2 separate regions of the Triticum aestivum genome follow, and region 2 is linked to region 1. A link is a contact called in public Hi-C data. All regions are on one chromosome and are shown on one strand. Each heading gives the region's core, a stretch centred on a gene start, on an enhancer-like site or on the middle of the called end of the contact. The rest is flanking DNA. Distances are from core to core; before and after follow the strand shown. Region 1 holds the start of LOC123044711 (dof zinc finger protein DOF5.8). Region 2 overlaps LOC123044713 (mitotic checkpoint serine/threonine-protein kinase BUB1).

What was found. Hi-C and Micro-C count contacts between places; a contact is called where the count stands out from the background.
Region 2: a contact with region 1 is called in a Hi-C map of leaf, with 5 times the contacts expected there. The contact joins the enhancer-like site here to the promoter of LOC123044711 in region 1. A contact is called at or near these places in 2 of 5 Hi-C or Micro-C datasets (both in leaf).

What each region holds. Positions count from the first base shown.
Region 1 is chr2B:270,341,074-270,345,849 of IWGSC CS RefSeq v2.1, forward strand. LOC123044711 (dof zinc finger protein DOF5.8) reads right to left here and starts at 2,391. Exons shown (of 1, transcript XM_044467545.1): 1 at 165-2,391. The coding sequence starts at 2,087. The coding sequence ends at 1,020.
Region 2 is chr2B:270,718,367-270,723,142 of IWGSC CS RefSeq v2.1, forward strand. LOC123044713 (mitotic checkpoint serine/threonine-protein kinase BUB1) reads right to left here. Exons shown (of 14, transcript XM_044467546.1): 11 at 3,034-3,088; 12 at 2,809-2,943; 13 at 2,596-2,717; 14 at 2,167-2,502. The coding sequence ends at 2,313. Among protein-coding and RNA genes, the nearest start is that of LOC123044713, 7.2 kb to the right of the region's middle. Within about 2 kb of position 2,050, at least 2 of the 8 cell types and tissues checked have an H3K27ac peak or open chromatin away from gene starts, as enhancers often do. A contact at or near this core is called in leaf, where this site is marked.

The DNA.
Region 1 (4,776 bases), core at 1,141-3,640:
AGAGGGAGCGCGAATTAAAGCTCGCTAGCTAAAGCTGCTGCACATGACCAAAAGTGAGACATCCATCCATGCACTAAAAGTGAAGTAACTATAGCTAGCAAGTTGATAGAATGCGTGCATATAGTATTCATTCTTACTTACACACACATATATGGGGACTTGTATGAACCATCATCAGGACAACAGTACCAGTTTAATTCCTCATAACTCACAATGTCATCACTGGTACAACAGAGTTTGAACAAAAGATAACCCCAAGAAAAATGAAAGAAATCCACTCTAGAAGAGAGAGAAAGAGAGAAAGGAAGAAGAAACCCTTTAAAAAGGTGACCAATGCTTGAGAACTCAAAAACAGTTCTCTAATTAAGCTTCCACGAGAGGAGTACTAGTATTAACTTATACATCTAACGAGAGTTGGCAAATTGGAGTAACCAATTAAACACACTAATTAAAATGCCAAGATGAGAGAGAAAGCTAGAGAGAGAGAGGCTCATTACTTGCACCACCATTGCTGCTGCATGCTATTGCTAGCTAGCTCTCATATATCCTCCCCACACCTACACCATATGCCTTATATACAAAACACCCAAGGAGAGGGAGAAGCAGCAAATCAAGCAGTATAGCCAGGAGTGTCTAGACTTACACTTGCTTGCGTGCTTCCCTCTTCTCCGCGTTGATCTATGCATGCATGCCCTCGTCTTCTTGATTATGGATTGAAGGCGACGCCGCACAAGAACATGGACTGGACTGGACTGGTGGATCCATCTCTCCATCGGCGAAAGAGAACAAACCCTATGATTCTTTTTGGATCACTGCTTTCTGACCTCCGACTCCGAGATCGTCTCCCTCTCTAGCTACCCGGAGTATTCTCTCTCATCTTAGCTTTCCCCCCCACAAATTACATGTTATTTTAGTCAAGGAAAGAGTTAACCGGAAAAATGGAGGAGAAAAATCGACAAGTTAACGACCAGCGGCAACGAGTCCGTACGTCGAGAGTTCGAGACTCGCTGGACGGTCGGCTAGAAGAAGGTTGCAATGGAGGATCCGCAGTTGGCCATATCTGGCCACGCTGCAGGCGAGCCGCCGATGTTCCCGTTGCCCCAGTACATGAGAGGGGAGGACGTCGGCGCCGTGGCAGCGTTGCTGACCGCCGGGTTCATGGACGCCGCGGCGGCGGCGGCCATGAGCGCGTCCGAGGCCATGATGTTAGCCTCGACGTTAGACGACGACGTCGGATGTTGATCCCAGCTCTGCTGATCCCCATCGGTCGCCTTCTTCTGGTGGTGGTGGTGGTGGTGCTCGCCGGCGGTGGCCTCGGCTTTCACATGCAGCTCCTCCAGTCCCGGGACGATGGAGCCGGACAGCAGCGGCGCGTAGAAGCCGTCAAAGAGACCGCCAGCTCCGTCTTGAAGGTGCTGCTGCCAGGGCTTTATGTGGATCTGCGAGCCGTTGGCGTCGCCGGCGCCGTAGCCGAGCCCCAGCAGCTGATCCACCTGGGTCTGGTGCTGCTGGTGCATCTCGTAGGCGGTGGCGTCCGAGACGACCGACTGCATGGCGTGGAAGAGGCCGAGGTGGTCGCCGCCTGAGGCGCCGCTCCCGAGCAGGAGCGAGGCCAGGGAGCTGCTCCCGTGGCCGTGGAGGCCCAGCGCCGAGGAGAGGGAGCCCGGCGGCGGGAGCGACATGGAGGTAGACGACGTGATGCCGCCGGCAGCGGCGTTGGTGGAGGCGACGACGGCGCAGGAGCCCGGCCGGCCCCCTGATCCGTTGCTGCTCCTGGAGCGCTTGTTCTTGCGGCAGCCTCCGCCGACGGGGACGTTGCGGAGCGTGCCCCCGCGCGTCCAGTAGCGCTTGCAGGCCTTGCAGAAGTGGCGCGGCTGCGACAGCGAGTAGTTGTTGTAGTAGCAGAACTTGGTGTTGGCCGAGTCGCAGCGTGGGCAACGCAGCGCCTCCGCCCGCGGGTCCGCCACGGCACCGCCAGTGCCACCGCCTCCGGCCGACGAAGAGCTGCTCCTCCCCGCGCCAGCAGCGGCGGCTGGCTGCACCGCCGCAGCCGCAGCCGCAGCAGCCCCCCCGCCCGCGCCAGCCATGAATTGATCTCCTCCTCCCTCACCCCCGTACGTCTACAGATCAACACGCGCAAAGGCGGCTGCTAGAGACGAAGCACGCACGCAGGAAAGACTGATCGATCGATGGATGGAGGTGGGAATGGGATGGGGAGGAGAGGGGGAAGGGGCCGGGGTGGGTGGGGTTTTCAGCTGTGAGGTTCGCTGACAAGGGCTACACAACAAAATGGGCGTGCAGGTATTATTGCGAGCTGATGGTGATACTACCACACTTCCTTCCTTCCTTTCAGCTCCGCACAGCACAGCACAGCACGACAAGGCAAGATTAGTAGCTAGAGAGGGAAGCGGTCGCACGCAGCCTACCTCAGTTTATATAGCAGCCCAGCGCGGACCACGAGCGCCGCGTCTGCATGCTACCTGCTAGCTCCCGCGCACATACTACAGTGTTACTAGATCAGACCCATGGTTAATTAATTAAGTTTTTTTTTGCCGGAATGGTTAGTTAAGTTCCAAAAATGTCTACAGATTGTTAGGTTTCGAAGGGAAAAAAATACTGATGATGTTTGCGTTGCTGAATTTGCGTGTGTTATGTATTATTGCATGTGGTGCCATATCTGAGCTTTGTACTGTAAAAGCCGTTTTAGTGTGTAAGTGGGGGTGGGTATTGTATGTGCACGTGTATGAGTATAGCGTATAAGCTATGTGTGGGAGTTGTTGTTGTCATTCTGATTGATGTTATTGCCTTTGAATTGACTGGCGCACTGTCTATTTGTATATGTGCTGCGTTTTGCCTGGTTTTAGGGCGGACTTCTTTCTTCTTTTCGAAATAGGGCTCAAAGCACAGGCATTTGCATTGATCAATGCACATGATTCTTAATTAATTATTGCAAAATTTACACTATATATAATGTCTAAATAGAAAAACCAAAGGCCAGGAGGGCAAAGACTAGGCAGGGTATATTACAACTGCTCATAAACAAGAAATATGAAGCCTCATGCGTCACATATCCTATTATTAGGTCGCCCTTCAAATCTGTTGAACAGATTCCTAGGGACTATCTCTCATAGGTTTCGCCTACAGACCGTGGACGCCCAACCCCTCGCCCGGCAGAGATAGGATTCAGTAAGTTGCTATGTAGATGGCGAGCAAAAATGGATAGCTTTTGTCTGTCAAAAACATTACCACTGTGACTATTTCATATTGCCCAAAATAAAGCACAAACTCCCGCCAGGAGTTGAACTTTAAACATAGGATGCACCCTATTCAATCGGAAATCGAAGCGACATGCAAGTGCAGGGCACGTACCTGCCCAATCGTGCCCGGCTGTTCGATTGCTTTAAAATTCGTAAACTTGATTAATCCTAAGGCTTTGAATACTGTACAGCGGGGTCTATTCATGCATACTCTTTGCAGCTTTTGCCAGAGTTGTATACGCCATCCACCCCTTCTCCCATGCCTTCGGTTCACCTTTTAATTTTAACGAAAATGTTATACGGAACCATAGGTTCACCTTCAGCCGAACCTATGCTCGACACCATTGATTTCCAGACACTATTCATGAGAATCCATGCATGGTTGATTAAAAAATGCAGTTGACATGCATGTCTATTCATGAGGATTCATGCATGGTTGATTAAAAAATATTGTTGACATGCATGTCACAGATCCACATGTGATAGGTGTTGGGCTCTACGGTAGGGTGCGTCGGCTGCAAATTAAAATTTCCTACACGCAGAACAACCAAGAACATGCTACGGGAGATGGATCACAAATCGTTACCACTAGACGCGCAGTGCCGTGCAACGGAAGTAGAGTTGAGGCAACGCGTCCGCGTGGATCGTCTCCTCCTCGTCCGATCTCCCTCGAACAGCCGGTCGTCCGATTCCACGTACAAGTTCCCCGGAGCGGCGCAAGTGCACCGCCTCTAACAATATCCGCGCGTGCAGGAGGAACACCGTGTGGCGGACTGCTAGGTCCGATCACACAGTCGGCGGCGAGTGGAGGTGGCTATTCGCAACACATGCAAACCCTAGTCGCATAGCCGAAGCGATCGACTTCATGAGTGTGTCGCACCTCCACTTTATATAGGCGTCCGTCGCAGGCTCAACACTTGGGCCTCGCGCGGACCCTAAGGCCCAAAGTCTACTCGGTCACGTTCCTAGTCCAGTTCGGATCACATTCAACCAGTGTCCTACGAACCGACCTCGTAGGTTCCTTCCCTTAAGCGCGCGACCCCTTAGGTTCAAGTCGGCTTGGTCACAGTTCGGATAACCTCCGACCTGTACGGTTGGTAGCGGCCTCTAGCAAGGCGTGCCGACCACCAAGCAGACTATGAAACTGGTTAGGCGAACCTGTACAACGTGTCACACTTCTGTTCCCTTTGCCGCACGATATATGTTGTCGGGCTCAGGGCGAGACTATCATCCTTGTGCTAGCCCGATCTTTTTCTCGTTCCAGTGATGCCGACCACAATCCGGATTATCTCATAATCCTTGTCGCATGGCCATGCTTATCCTGGTCGGATCACATGAGGGGCCCAGAGTATATCTCTCCTGATCGGAGGGGCAAATCCCATCTTGCTCGACCATGTCTTGCAGCATGGTACTGGACAAACCCAAAACCTACCTTTGTAACTACCCAGTCATGGAGTAGCGTTTGGTCAGCCCAAAGCAAGTCTGTCACCATCCCGAGTAGATGCGTCAGCTCAGGTCT
Region 2 (4,776 bases), core at 800-3,299, 380 kb after region 1:
AGGGAGGAGAGCGACAGGTCGTCACGAGGGGCCACATTCCATCAGATCGCTAGCTAACTGCATGCACTGGAAGGTGAGCATCGTGAGGCAGATAGATCTGCTGCCTTACGCGCGCCATGCATGGTAAATAAATCTTGGCTCCATCCACCGCACCTCACTTTGTACGGGCTTTCGCCATATGCTTAGGGTGCTCAGCTACTCATCATGCATCGACCGTCCATCCATGCATTGCCGATCCTGTGGTAGAAGAAAATGTAGGCTGGGACCAGGGATCTAATTATGAGTTGCGCTAGGGCCGGTCTCTTCACGCATGCGCATTATTATGCCCGGTAATGCTCGAGTTAATCAGTGGAGTAATTATCGTCCAGGTTGACTGGCTCTTAGCTGCCAAAGAACCTGGCTGGAGAAGAGGCGAATTCAAATTTCTAGTGTCGACTTGAACTCGTGTTAAGAGCCATACACTAGCTGACCAATTACGATCATGTCGCGAACTGTGCGTACCTCAGGCGATTAGTTCTTTTTTTTGGTGGAACCAACCCATCAAGACTCGAGTCCGAGACTACGAAGGCTTCTGGGGTAGGGTGTGTGTGCGTGCATTCATGAAAGTGAGTGTATGAGCGTTTGCATCTGCATTGTGATGAAAAAACTACGATCATGATGTGCTCGACATCCGACCTTGGGTAATGGGTCAAATGGTACAATATCCCTCCGTTGTCCAACGCATGTTAGTAAGATTGTGCATAGTCTTTTTTCCTTCCCTTTTTCTTTTACAGCAACAAGATTGCGCTCGACAGTGTGAGGATTTACCGGTTCCATCTATCAAATATACTCAAAGAGAAAGGGTGTGCGTTCGTAAGGTGAGTGCTAGTATGTGTTATTGAGTGTATCCGTTTACACTGTGTTTCTGAAGAAAAAGGATTCTGCTATATAAGGTGACTTCCCCACCCTCCAGCTATACAAGGTTCTATTTACAAGGGTGTGTGTTATAAGCGTATGCGTTTGTACTATGTTTCTACAAAAAGTTTCAACGACCTCCCCAACCCTCCCCTCGTAACGATGGAAAACTAACATAAGTAAGTAAAAGATGATAACAATTTGCACTATGATTCCTTTGTGTTTATCAAATTTGGGTTGCTCAGCAAGTATCAGTATGCCTGTTCCCAAAGACGACATTAGTGTTAAAATGACCTTCATAATACTACTCCTTTGATATATCCGTATCTAGACAAATTTAAGACAAGAATTTTGTGACGGAGGGAGTATAATGTAACCGTTTGCATGTAAATCTGAAATGCGCTTATCAATTGATTGCCAAAAATACTGAAAAATTGGTGTAAACTCTCAAGTAGTTAAAACCTAGTACTACTCCGGGTCCATCCACAACGGTCTGCTTACAATTGTCTTGTATATACAGGTAGAGGCATGCCATAACCGGGTCCAAGTAGGTCTGCTTACAAGTCTGACGCCGAGGACCAAAGCTAGGTGCATGGCAGTTGGAAACCGGCCAAGACAGTGCAAGACCCAAGACAGATCCCTGCACCTAATCCAGGGCCTCGACCTGACAAACGCTGGATATTATGTCGCCCCAGAACGCTGCACCGTGGGCAGCAGCAGGCGCAGGCAGGGACCAGGACCAGGGCACTCAGTCAGATCCTGCATGCGATGCGCCCAAACATTATGCTATGGCTATGCTATGAGCGGGCAAAACCGCACCACGGATCGAGCCATCGTCCAATAACAACAAGACATACATGCACATCTCTATCTCCCTCCGTCTCCATCTAAGAGATCGGTGACATCGACACGAACGCCGCGAGGACACACAGCCCCAGTGGCCATACGCCAAGACACGCACAGTGAAGCGTTGGCTCATATATATCGCTCAGATCAGATGGGTGGGCAGCCCATGTCCTCGCCACAAGATGAAAGTGACAATACCGTTGAGCCAACATTGATGGTCCTAGCAAAAACGTGACATGTCTAACAGGACTGATTAGCCCCATTAGCCTAGCCAAAGAGACCCTTTGACTTTGGTTGGGCACTGTTGGTTCGTGACAGCAACCACTCATCCGTTGCGTGTCATCTCGTTTGTCCTACCTGTACCGCTGTACGCATATCTAAGACGGTAACTATTTGGTTCTCACCGGGACACATCTTGAGTACTAGTTAGACCATGACACGGGGGCGTGTATTTTCATTTTCAGATGATACAACAAGGCCACGAGATGTGGCAAAGACACATACATAGACATAGGGAGGCAGTGTAGAGTAGATAAATATCGCAGAGGCATTCTGGCGACGAAATGCACACCTCAGGATGAGCAAAGGGAGGCCTTCTGCTTTGCCAGCAGCTGGTTCAGCTTCACCACCAGCTGATAGTTGCTGCACATGTAATCCTGGAACGATCTCCGCAGGCTCCGGAGGTCGCCTACGTGGTTCCCATTGGAGCCCGGGTTCAGCAGCGTGGTGAAGAGCTGCTTCCACAGCGCAACGTTCCAGTACCTGTTCATCAAAGGACAAACAGGTGGAGGGGTTATCTTCTCACTCTGGGCAATCACTTTTGTAAGCAAAATCAAGAGCTCGCGGCAGCACAACCTTTTAAATGACAATTTCGGTTGGTACATGTAGTTTCCACCTGTTCCGGGCACCTTAGCGATGCTCATCTCTTCCCCGTGCAGCATCATGTGTGCAACCACGCACAGACCAAAAGTGTCAACCTGCAAGACAGGAAACCAAATCGATGTTGCACACGGTTCCTTTCTGTGATGATGCCTAGTAAGGTTGTGAGTAACTTTGAAGGGTACAGACTTGATATGTCCAGCTTCTCTCTTCTTGCATTTCGATACAACTGAACCCTGAGGTTCCACAATCCCCAAAGAACTCCGTGCCAGCTGGGAAGAGATTCACATCAATGCCCCGGCCCCAGTCAATAAGACACAGCCCCTGGAATGGATGTTGTTTCATAAGCAACACAAAAGGGCTACAAGCCTCCAATACCTCTAAATCAAGAATACTCTGAATTCATATGCTAACCTGATTCTGCCCGCTTCTCGTTTCGCTTCTGAAGGTATCGTCTGTGATCTCTTCGCTTTATGGGCCACAGGTGAGAGGAAAACTCATGTTAAATTTAAAAAAACGAGTTGACAAGAGCTACAAACTGAACTAGCAACTTCCGCAAAATAAGTTGAGAAACAGGCATGCATGTTTACTTTCTTCAAAGAGCATGCATGAAATGGTCTGGGTGAGCTTTAACACATATCAGAACATCAACATCTCAGCAAAAGCATGGAACGTGAAAATACAGATTCCAAATACACTTTGAAGTAATAATAATAAACAGAGTCAGGAATCATCCTAGATCTTTGCACCCACCAAACCCAACATCTGGGGCCAACAAATCGACCTCTTATCTACCTTCATGCTTGCTCTTATGACCAACCATTTCAAATATTTCCAAAGAAAGTTGTGGTCCTTAGTTGCAATAACATCTGGCATAATTCTAATCAGTTAGGAGACATTTGTAAGCTCGGAACACACATTTGCAGAAGAGTCACAACATCACCCAAGGTGTTTTAAAACGATTTGTACAAACTCGCAAAACCTGACTATTAGATGTCTGTAGTCACTTGTGCACACTAGAGGTGGTTGATCGGTGCAATCTTTCGTACTGTGACATTCAAACAGGCTGGGATACCATCACCCATAAAAACAAGAATACAGGATCTGCCCGAAATATATACTATCTCCGTCAAGAAATGCAAGTCATCCAATTGAAGGGACATCTACACGCCCTAAGTAGATTTTGGTAATTAAGGAGCTAATATGTGTGCTAAGTACATGAGCAGGTCTTGAAGCCCCACAAAGTGAAAAGAAGGTCCTCTGTCGCTACAAAGGCCAAAAGCCTCACACAACCATCCTTGGGTGATAATCCAGGCCAGGAGGCCGGAATCTCCAGACGCAGTAGCTAGTGAGCAAGGAGGCCAAAGACTTTCCAGGCACCCTTCAGGGTCGCCCAATTGCCGGCTCAGAATATGTGGGGTATTAGCACGTACATTGGCGGAGCTAGATAGGTACTTGGGTGTACAAATGTACATTCATCTCTGCAAGAAGGTTGACTACCTATGTATACACACATATGGATCAAATGAATTAAAAATTGTAGTAAAATGGTAATTTTTAAGGAAATATGTACACCCATTGTCTGGATACTGGCTCCGCCACTGAGCACATATACCCGAATGTGTAACCGGCCTGGAAAATATCCGGAGGTGCATTGTTACTGGGCCAGGCAGTTCCGAATGTTTTGTTGCCAGGATTCTGTGTGAGTGCCATGTCACCAGACAGTTTGAATTTGAAGGGTACCCTAGGACGAGAGTAGATTTGAGAGATTTTTGAAATTTCACATGTACACAGAGCTAGAGCATCGTCTACCAAGCATTCACCACGCCCATTTCTCTTGGAGTTTGCAGACTCCTAGGCACCGGCAGTCACCTGGGGACATCCAACGTGTGGATTCGCCAAAAAGACTTTGTGATGGCTGAAGATCGCCTCAAGATCATCCACTAATGGTTGAGCTTAGACACTGCCCAAGGCTCAAGGAGAAGAAGGTTAGGTCTTTGTGGTTGAAGGGACTTGGTGTTCAGGCCTCTCCAACGAAGACGTACAATACCCCCAAGGATTCGTACTCCAGGAACCAAATCCTCGTGTCCTTGGGGGTATTGTACGAATCCTTGGGGGTATCCTTTGGTTGATTTACTTTACCTTCACATCTTGTTT